Linked DNA regions of Anas platyrhynchos: region 1 is linked to region 2. A link is a contact called in public Hi-C data. All regions are on one chromosome and are shown on one strand. The core of a region is the stretch at or near the end of the contact, and the rest is flanking DNA. Distances in the headings are between cores, read along the strand shown.

The links. Hi-C and Micro-C count contacts between places; a contact is called where the count stands out from the background.
Region 1: a contact with region 2 is called in a Hi-C map of subcutaneous adipose tissue, with 2.8 times the contacts expected there. The contact joins the promoter of ZMYND11 here to the enhancer-like site in region 2. A contact is called at or near these places in 5 of 8 Hi-C or Micro-C datasets (F1 follicle, F5 follicle, liver and 2 more).

The regions. Positions count from the first base shown.
Region 1 is chr2:149,180,351-149,184,751 of IASCAAS_PekinDuck_T2T, forward strand. It overlaps ZMYND11 (zinc finger MYND-type containing 11), which reads right to left and starts at 2,366. Exons shown (of 13, transcript XM_072033828.1): 1 at 2,149-2,366.
Region 2 is chr2:149,104,851-149,109,142 of IASCAAS_PekinDuck_T2T, forward strand. The region is part of intron 2 of ZMYND11 (zinc finger MYND-type containing 11); the gene reads right to left. Among named protein-coding and RNA genes, the nearest start is that of ZMYND11, 76 kb to the right of the region's middle. Within about 2 kb of position 1,686, at least 1 of the 8 cell types and tissues checked has an H3K27ac peak or open chromatin away from gene starts, as enhancers often do. A contact at or near this core is called in subcutaneous adipose tissue, where this site is marked.

The sequences.
Region 1 (4,401 bases), core at 1,116-3,615, 76 kb after region 2:
TGAAGAATTAAGCGATTCCCTACAAAGAATAGCAACAAAATTGGGGAAATAAAAGAAAAACAAAAACAAACAAAGACAAAACCCACTATCACTAAGACAAAAAAAGCATTTTCTGCATTTGTCCCTTTCCACTGCATAAGATCTTTCAAAACTACTTTACAACAAACAGCATTGCTCCTACAATACAAAGATTGTGGTAAATGATCCCAGGACATTAAAATACCAAATTATGCAATTATGAAACCAACCAGCACCAAATTAAAGAGTTTTCCAGCCCTTTTCCTCTCTTCGAGCCACCCCTCGCTCCAGTTCTTCCAGCTTGCAAAGTTCTGCTTGCCACATTTGCAGAAATAAATAAATAAATAAATAAAATAAATTCCAAAATTAAGTTCGCCATTTTCAGGGTAAGCCCCGAAAGATGTGCAAAGTTTCTCCAGTCTGTAACATCAATATTTTAGGGGAGGATTTTTTTCTGAAACGCAGGGAAGGTGAGGGAGGCACAGAAAGGCTCCCCATCATCCCTACCAGAGGAAACTCCCCCCCATGTATGCTTTTATCCTTTCTTCGTGAAAGAAAGGAGCTAAGATAGGCCTCTGGGCAATCCCTGAGGTTGGGGATGATGAAGGACAACGCCTCAGAAAGTGCACAGACCCGAGTTATGTGCGGAGACGCGGCTTGGAGGGGCGGGGAGCGGGGGGGAAAGCAAGACAAAAATAAAAATAAAAAAATAAAAAAACACATCGCCGAAAGGCTCAGCAGTCCGGGCTTTCCTAAAACCCGACCTCCGAGCCCCGGAGGTCCCTTTCATGCGAGGGGGGAGCGAGTCAACTATTCCCGGAGGGTGCAGGAGGCGCCCCCCGCACGACCCCTTCCTCACCCCGGCCCCGGGCAGCCCGAGGGCCGCCACGGCCGAGGACAGAGGACGAAGCCCCCCAGCAGCTGGGGAAGCCGGAGGCCACCCCCAACCTGCCCTCCCGGCGGGGCAGAGCCGGGCTTTAAGGCCGTCCCCGCCGCGGGGGTGGCGCAGCCCGGCCGGGGGCGGAGGGCCGGGGCCGGGAGCTCGCCCCCCAGCCTCGTCCCTCTCGCTGCCCGCCGCGGGGAAGGGGGGTTATGGCCCCGCTCCCGGCCTGCGGGGAGCCGCCGTCTCCCCTCTGCGGAGGAGGCTCGGCGCTGTCGAGCAGCTGCCATTACTCGGGCCGAGACCCAAGCAGACATTCCCCCCCCCCCCATACACACACACACACCCCACCAAACCCCAGCGAGGAAACGCGGGGGCGGCGGGGGAGAAGCGAGAGAAAGGAAAAAAAAAAAAAAAAAAAAAAAGGAGGAGGGGGAGAAAAGCGGGGAGCAAAGCTTGTTGAGAACACAGCCGGGGGGGCGGCGGGGCCGAGGCCGGGCTGCGCCACACCCCGCTCGGCCTCGCCTCTCACGCGAGTCCCCGGCTCCCCCGCGCCCTGCAGGCCCGGCGGAGCGCTGAGGGCAGCGTCTCCCCCCGGGGGGGCCCCTTGGCCACCCCACCGCCTCCTCACGCCCCGACCCGATCCCGGCCCGTGCTGAAAGTCTGGCGAAACCGCCGCGGCTTTTTTTTTTTTTTTTCCAAGCCGAAAGCCGGCCGGGGAAGGCGTGTAGGGACAAAAATAATCGCCGTTAATAATCACACGCGCCCCGCCGCCGGCCCCCCTCTTCTCGATTTCCAAGCGGGCTGCGAGATGATCCTTCCCACTCCAAAAAAATAATATATATATATACATATATATAAAAATCCCGCCTTCCGTCCCCGTCGCCCCCCCCACGCTCCCCCCCCACCCCCCCGCAGCCCCACACATTTTATTATTAAGTATAATTGCTCCCCCCTCCCCATATGCTCCCCCACGGGGCAGGATTGCCCCCTCCCCTCGTGCCCAGCCCTTCCCCTGTCCCCTCTCCCCCATCTCCTTGGAACAGTGTGTACATGATTTTGTAGTTTTTTTAAGGCGCCATGTTTATAATCCTCCATCATATTAAAAAAAAATCCACCCAGCATGAGACACGGTGTCTCTCGCACCCCAAAGCCAGGGAGGCAGACAGAGAAATACCCACAGGGCTGTAAATTCAACCCCCCCTCCCGCACACACACCCCTCCTCCCCAGACTTAAAAGTCTCTCTCACCTTGTGCTGCTGCCGCTGCTTCTGCTGCTGCAGGGGGGGAGAAGTTAAGCCAGGGGAAACTTTTCAATCCCTTCCCCAGGCCGCTGCTGCCTCCTCCTTCCACATATTTTTCCCCTCAGAGTTTTATTGTGTCTGAATTTTCTCTCTCTCTCTCCTCTTCTGTCTGTCCACAGTTCAGGTTTCTGGGGTAAACAGGGTTTAGGATGGTGCTAGGGATATTTGGGAGAAGGAGAACTCTAGTGGTGTCTGCTGGAGTTGCTGTTTGTTTCTTTTATTATTTTTTTTTAATAATACATTTGAAACGGATCTTTAACTATTTATTATATATGTATTTTATCACACTCTTAGATCTGGATCCTCTCTTATTGCAGAAGAAAAAAATACCAGTTATCTGACCTCTTAACGTGAAATCCAGTTTGGAGAAATACCATAAAATATTTTTAAAAGTGGATACACACCTTGGGCAGCAGAAACTAAAGCATATAGAAGCAGTGTTCTGTCCCAGAATTGGCTATGTGTTCCAATTATGGGTCCACACTTTCACTGCAGGATTAGAAAATCTAGGTAATACGAAACTGTAGAGGCATATATATATATATATATGTATGTATGTAAGTAGCAGGAAAACATGTACTTTCAATCCTATTTTTACATAGACTATGAGATAAATATTAATTATTCATAAATGTCTAAGCAAATGAATTCTGAAGTTTCTGAAATACTCAAGGAATTAAATAATGGAACAGTAACATATTTTATAATTGATTAAACTCGACTAGCACTGTGACATACTTTATTAAAATAAACTATAAGTTTAATCCTGTAAAATTTATGCATGCAAATAATTTTACTCACCTGAGTAGTCACTAGTATTGTTAAAATAATTTTGGAATACTAATAATGAAAAAGTTGCATCCATTCTGCCTGTTCAGTCAAATAATTTAACAAAATTTACACTCTGAACAGTGAAGGTTTCTCTAGTGTGTTTAGTAAATAAAATTTTTAGTAGTGTCTAAAACCACATTTTGTTTGAGACTGCTACATCAGGACTTCACCTCCACTTTAAAAAAATAAAATGCAAATAAGAGCTTGTTGAATGGCAGTGATAAAGCTTTACTTATGTTGTGTATTTAAATATGAAAGAACATTTTACATTATCTAAAATAAATAGGAAAGAAAGTGCTGGTAATCTGTTTTCAAAGGGTACTTGAGGGGTTGGGCAGATACCAAACGGTGATACTATAGTTTATTAACTGCATGATATTGCTTTCATTAATAAAAAGTAAATTAGATTTACAGGCAATTTTTTAAGTAAGAAGGACACTCAGGAAGAGATTTAGTGTCAGTGTAATTACAAAAAGGCTACCTTACGTTAAGCATTTAGTTGTGATGTTTGGCTCAGATTTTGTTAAGACTTGTAATTTTCAAAAGACGCTTGATTGAAATATATGCCAAGTTTCCATGGGATATTGGTGGCTTGGCTGCCTTAAGTTCCTTTGAAACCTGCTCTACACAAATAGTATCTGGGCTATATTTATATACGAAGAAAAATGTTTGGGTCCTTATCATTTCTACAGTTTCCACCATTCAGTCAAGCTGGCAGGTCTGCTCAAGCGGGTGTGTTTTAGGCATTCCAATTTTTGCAACCAGAAGCAAAGAGGAGAGAAGCCTACCCAGCAGCATACAGAACCGTCTTTAATTCTTCAGCTAAACCAGCCAGATACCCCATACAACTGGGTTGGCTGGGGGGATTCTTTGGCATACATCCAAGACAAAGCTCCAATTCCACTCTCTGGTTCTTTAGTGAGAAGATTTATTACTCTGACACAGTCCCTTCTCCTTACCTATGCAAATATTTACTTAAGGCAGAAGTTCAGCTATCTTCAGTATAAAAAGGTTTTAGCCCTTTATCTCTCAGGTCCCATAGAGAGCTGTCAAATAAATATTTAGGCTGCAGTTTCACGAACGCGGAAGCATATGCAGGATTGAATCCTTATGGTTTGCCTTACCTTACAGTGTTTTTTTTTTTTTCTTTTTTTTTTTTTTCCTGGAATCCACTGCTTGCCAACAATTTGTTGTAGTTAACATATTTGTAAAGGGTAGTCTGGACAGTCTCCAAATATTTGTTTCAGGATACAAATATTTGATTTTGTAAAGAACAAGGTATCCTAAAGCAAACATTTAGGGAGTGTCTACAACCATAACTACTTTACCTTGTGTGAGCTGATGGGCAGTGAATTAAATCGACTGGAG
Region 2 (4,292 bases), core at 436-2,935:
CCACCATTAAATGTTTGTGTTATCTGAAATGCCACACTTTTCCCTACACTTGGAAGACAAAATAACTGTCACATCTCAGATAAAACTCCCTATGCCTTTTAATGTCAAATGTCACTTTTCAATGGGTTCAGATCTCTGAAAAAATTTACTCCTGCTCTTGACTAAATTATCTTGATAAAAATCTGGCCAAGCTATGTTTAATGTCATGCTGTAAAGGTGGAGTTAGCAATTCCCACCAGTGGCCAGACCAGGCATCTGTGCCATCCCCCCTTTCCCATGGCTGGCAAGTGCTGTCACCTAGGTTGGGGTAAGAAGTGACACGAAGTGGAGCTGCCAGGCCCTTAGGCCGAAGAGCAGCTGTGTCGTGTAACTCGTCTGAGCAGAGCCCCCCACAAATAAATGAGATTTCAGGACAGCCTCAACCCAAATTGCCTACACTAAAGTTTATGCACCATGAATGTTGGGGCAGTAAGATTAGGGAAATAAGAAAAAAAAAAAAAAAAAAACAACAAACCCTTAACCTATGATTTTTAACTCAGAACTTTGCCCTCCTTTGTTGTTCAGATTAACAGTGTAACTTGACTCTTCTACCATTTTTTTTTCTCATTTAATTTTATGTCAATTCTGTATACTTAAGAATGGCAAAACAATACCACTTAATTTGGCTATAAAGAACATATTCTCATTTCACCAAATCTTTCCCCTTCCACAAAGTCCGGTGGCAAAACATGATGGGAATCCTTTCTTTGCAATATTTTAGAAATAACTAAAGATACTGCATTGTAGATGCATTGGAATTCTCTGTAGATTTACAAAAATCAGGATGAAGTATTGCCTTAAAATTCTTTTATATTTAGTGTAATATTTATCTTCTTTATAAAACTACCGAAAAAAAAAATAATCAGATAGCAATAAAAGGCCAATTAAGCAAGAAAGAGAATCAGTTTTGATTAAAGTTGTATCCAGATAAAAATCAAGTTGAGAAAAGCCCAATAGGTTCTGGCTACTGAGGAATTTTACCAAAGAATGAGGATTCCAGCATTTTTTTTTTTATTTGTACTAGTTACTTATTGGTAGATCCCAGATATTCCATTGTTAGGAAATATACTGGCAAAGAGATGTGGAATTTAATAAACATACGGAAATATATTTGCTGGCAAGAAAAATCATGCACTCAAGCCAGAAACCATGACATTAAATAAAACACCAGAAGAAGCTTCCCTCAGTATTCCCACTCCAAAGTTTTGAAAACATCATTATTTCTAAATATAATCACCTAGGATTTTCACGGGAAAGATTTTTAGTTTAATGCAGTATATTTAGTGCGTAAATATATATATATATAAAACATTCATTTATGCAATATATTGGTAAAGTTAATTAAGAAAATAAAAAAGATACATAGCCCTTGTGAGAAGCTATACTATTGACTTCAATAGCAAGGTCAGAGGCATTAATTTTGCTCCAACAGCAGTGTAATGTTACTGCTTCTCTTGGTTTACTTCGGTTTGGATGGGAGGAGAACGTGCTCCCAACAGATTCTTTTGTTATTTTTATTTTTTTTTCATGCAGGAGGTCAGATTCATTAAAATAGCTCAAACTCTGACTGCCAGTGCTCGGGCTAGGCCAGGTCAAAATGCTCCGCCAGCTGCAAACCCGGTTAAGTCTGCATTTACGAAACACACCACCAGGTGTCATCAGCCACTCCGAAAATGACTGATTAAAGGGCAACCATTGTAACAACATCTTGAACTGTAACGTGTGAGTAACCACTTCCAGCCCCCAGGAGAGAGAAAAAAATCAGCAAACTATATACATACATAATGTAGACTAAACTCGGAATTGGAAGTGATGTGGATGATGGTGGTGGTTAATAGAGGAAACTAAGCTATCCTAATGGAAGACAGAAACGTAATAGAAAATATGACAGAATTCAAAACCACATAGTGCAAAAATTGTTCACCTTGTTTTTTGCTGCTGTCTGGGAAAAAGGCTGCATACCGTAGGCCTTTCAAAATAAAAACAAAACAAACTTGTATCTATACTGTGATCCATCCGATTATCAGGATATACACAAGGCTAGAAAGAATTCATGCACAGTGACCAGGAAATCAATCTGTTACTTCTAACATCTGGTTGCAAACATTTCCTCCTGCATTTCTTCAATGCTACCTAATGCTTTACCAAATTTTGTTTCTTTTCAACATCCCATGTACTTACACAATTAAAAGAACCCAGCACCCCATCTTTTGCCCCATATATACACCCACCACCAGACAACTTAAAAATCTTCAAGAATATTCATTATTGTTAATTAAAGCACCCTCTTTGATATATAAATCTGTGTTGGGCATCTCAAAAAGACCCCTGTTTTTAATTTACCGTGTAGGCAGTGACCCCAACAAAACCAAAGCAACGTTTCTTCAGTGCATACGAACAAAAATTAAATTATCGCTTTCTCAACAAGACTCACGGTCCTTATTTTTTTACAAAAGGTGACACATTTTCCCAGGGCCATGCAGAACAAAGGAAGGATCTCCGGCACAGGGGCTCAATTTGCCAGTCTCCTCATTCCCCGAGGAAGGGCAGGGAAAGCCCCTTGGGTCACGGTGCTGGCAGACGAAGGGAATCCTCCGCCGGCAGGAGCCGGCTGCCCAAGCTCAGCTGCACCCAGAGACTGGCTGCAACCCTCTGGAGGGCGCAGATTTGGCAGCAGAGCTGCATAGCTCGGATGTACCAGGAGGCCTTCCCCCTCATTTTACTCAGCTGTCCATCGCATGTGTAGATATATGCATAGCGGGGCAGCAAATGTCTGTTTGGGGGATTGTATTTGATAGCCAAAGAGCTATGCTCTGTTAAGCAGAGTGGGATCTGGCGGTGATATGGGTCACTTGTGGTCACTTGTTCTTTACATTCAGATCAGTCAAACATGGTATCATAAAGGTCACTTTGCGCTGACATGAACAGCAGTTGAAATTTCTCAGCAACACGAATGAAGCAATGCAACAATTCTGAAATACAGCTTAATTGATGACTGACACATAAGCTTACTTTTCTGTGATTTGTCTTAAGTTGGTTGTCTTAAAGCAAATACATAAATTAATTCTGGAAATACAGAAAAATAACACGGGACAGAAAATGTCAGGCTATCCAGAACATTTGACAATTTAAATACAGATAAACCCAACAGAAAAGAATGAATCATCATGTCGTAGCCTTTACTGTAAAATAAAATATATAGTTGTTGTCAAGGAAAAGAATAATTTTAGTGCATAAAGAAAATGTCCATTATAATGCAAATGTACATGGAAAAGAAATGCTTACTCATTAGTAATGGAGATTTACTTAGCTGTAATTGAAATAGGGAATCTGTATGTTGGAGAATGTGACAATCTGCTGTACAATTAGCATACCATTAAGTAGGAGATGTGAAGCACATACTGACAGTGAAATTAACAATAACTTAGAGGTCACAACTGGAACAATTAGGTCACTCCCATACCTTACCAAGCCCGTAATTATTGAAGAAAAAAAGAAAAAAAAAGTAAAAACAAACAGTACATTTTTATTTTCCTATAATTTATAAGTAGTCATAGCACATGAAAACAATATAACCTCCTCTTTAGATTCTGTCTAAAAGGACCACTTTGCCTTTTTATAATGCATATGCCATTAACATAACTCATTTCTTACCTGTTAATCTGTTTTCTCCAAGTCCCTTAATGGTAGCCCAGATACTCGGTAATAAGTCACTCTACTATCAGGTGGAGAGAGGAAAAGGGAGGGGGAAAAAGGCAAAACTATTCTTGAAACTCCCCTTTATGGGGATTTGCTGGTTTCACACTGTTGAACTAGATTTCCCAAGCCATCCAAATTATGGCTATCCTTTGGACCCAAACAGTAAGCTAAAAAAAAAAAGGGGGTCACATAGATGGGAAAAACAATTATAAGTCAGTTACTTCTTTGGCGCAATCATGTTTATTTATGAATAACATACATACAGTTCTGTTGTCCTAAATTCAGTATGACGCAAACGAAGAAAAGCACTTCCCATGGAGCTCATGGTTCCCAGCCTTTTCCTGTGTGGCACTGTGTCCCATAGCACTCTTTCAACTTTTTTTTTTCCGGGTGTTCTGTTTCATGTGCTTCTTCAGAGTTTCTTTGCTGCTTACCTATGTGCTGCTGTGGTGTTTCTCAGTAACTCTCATACACACTCGTGCACACACAGCTCCTTTCAGATCACTGCGTTTTTATTCAGACCTACCTGTGTGCAAAGTCCTGGTCAGCCCTGT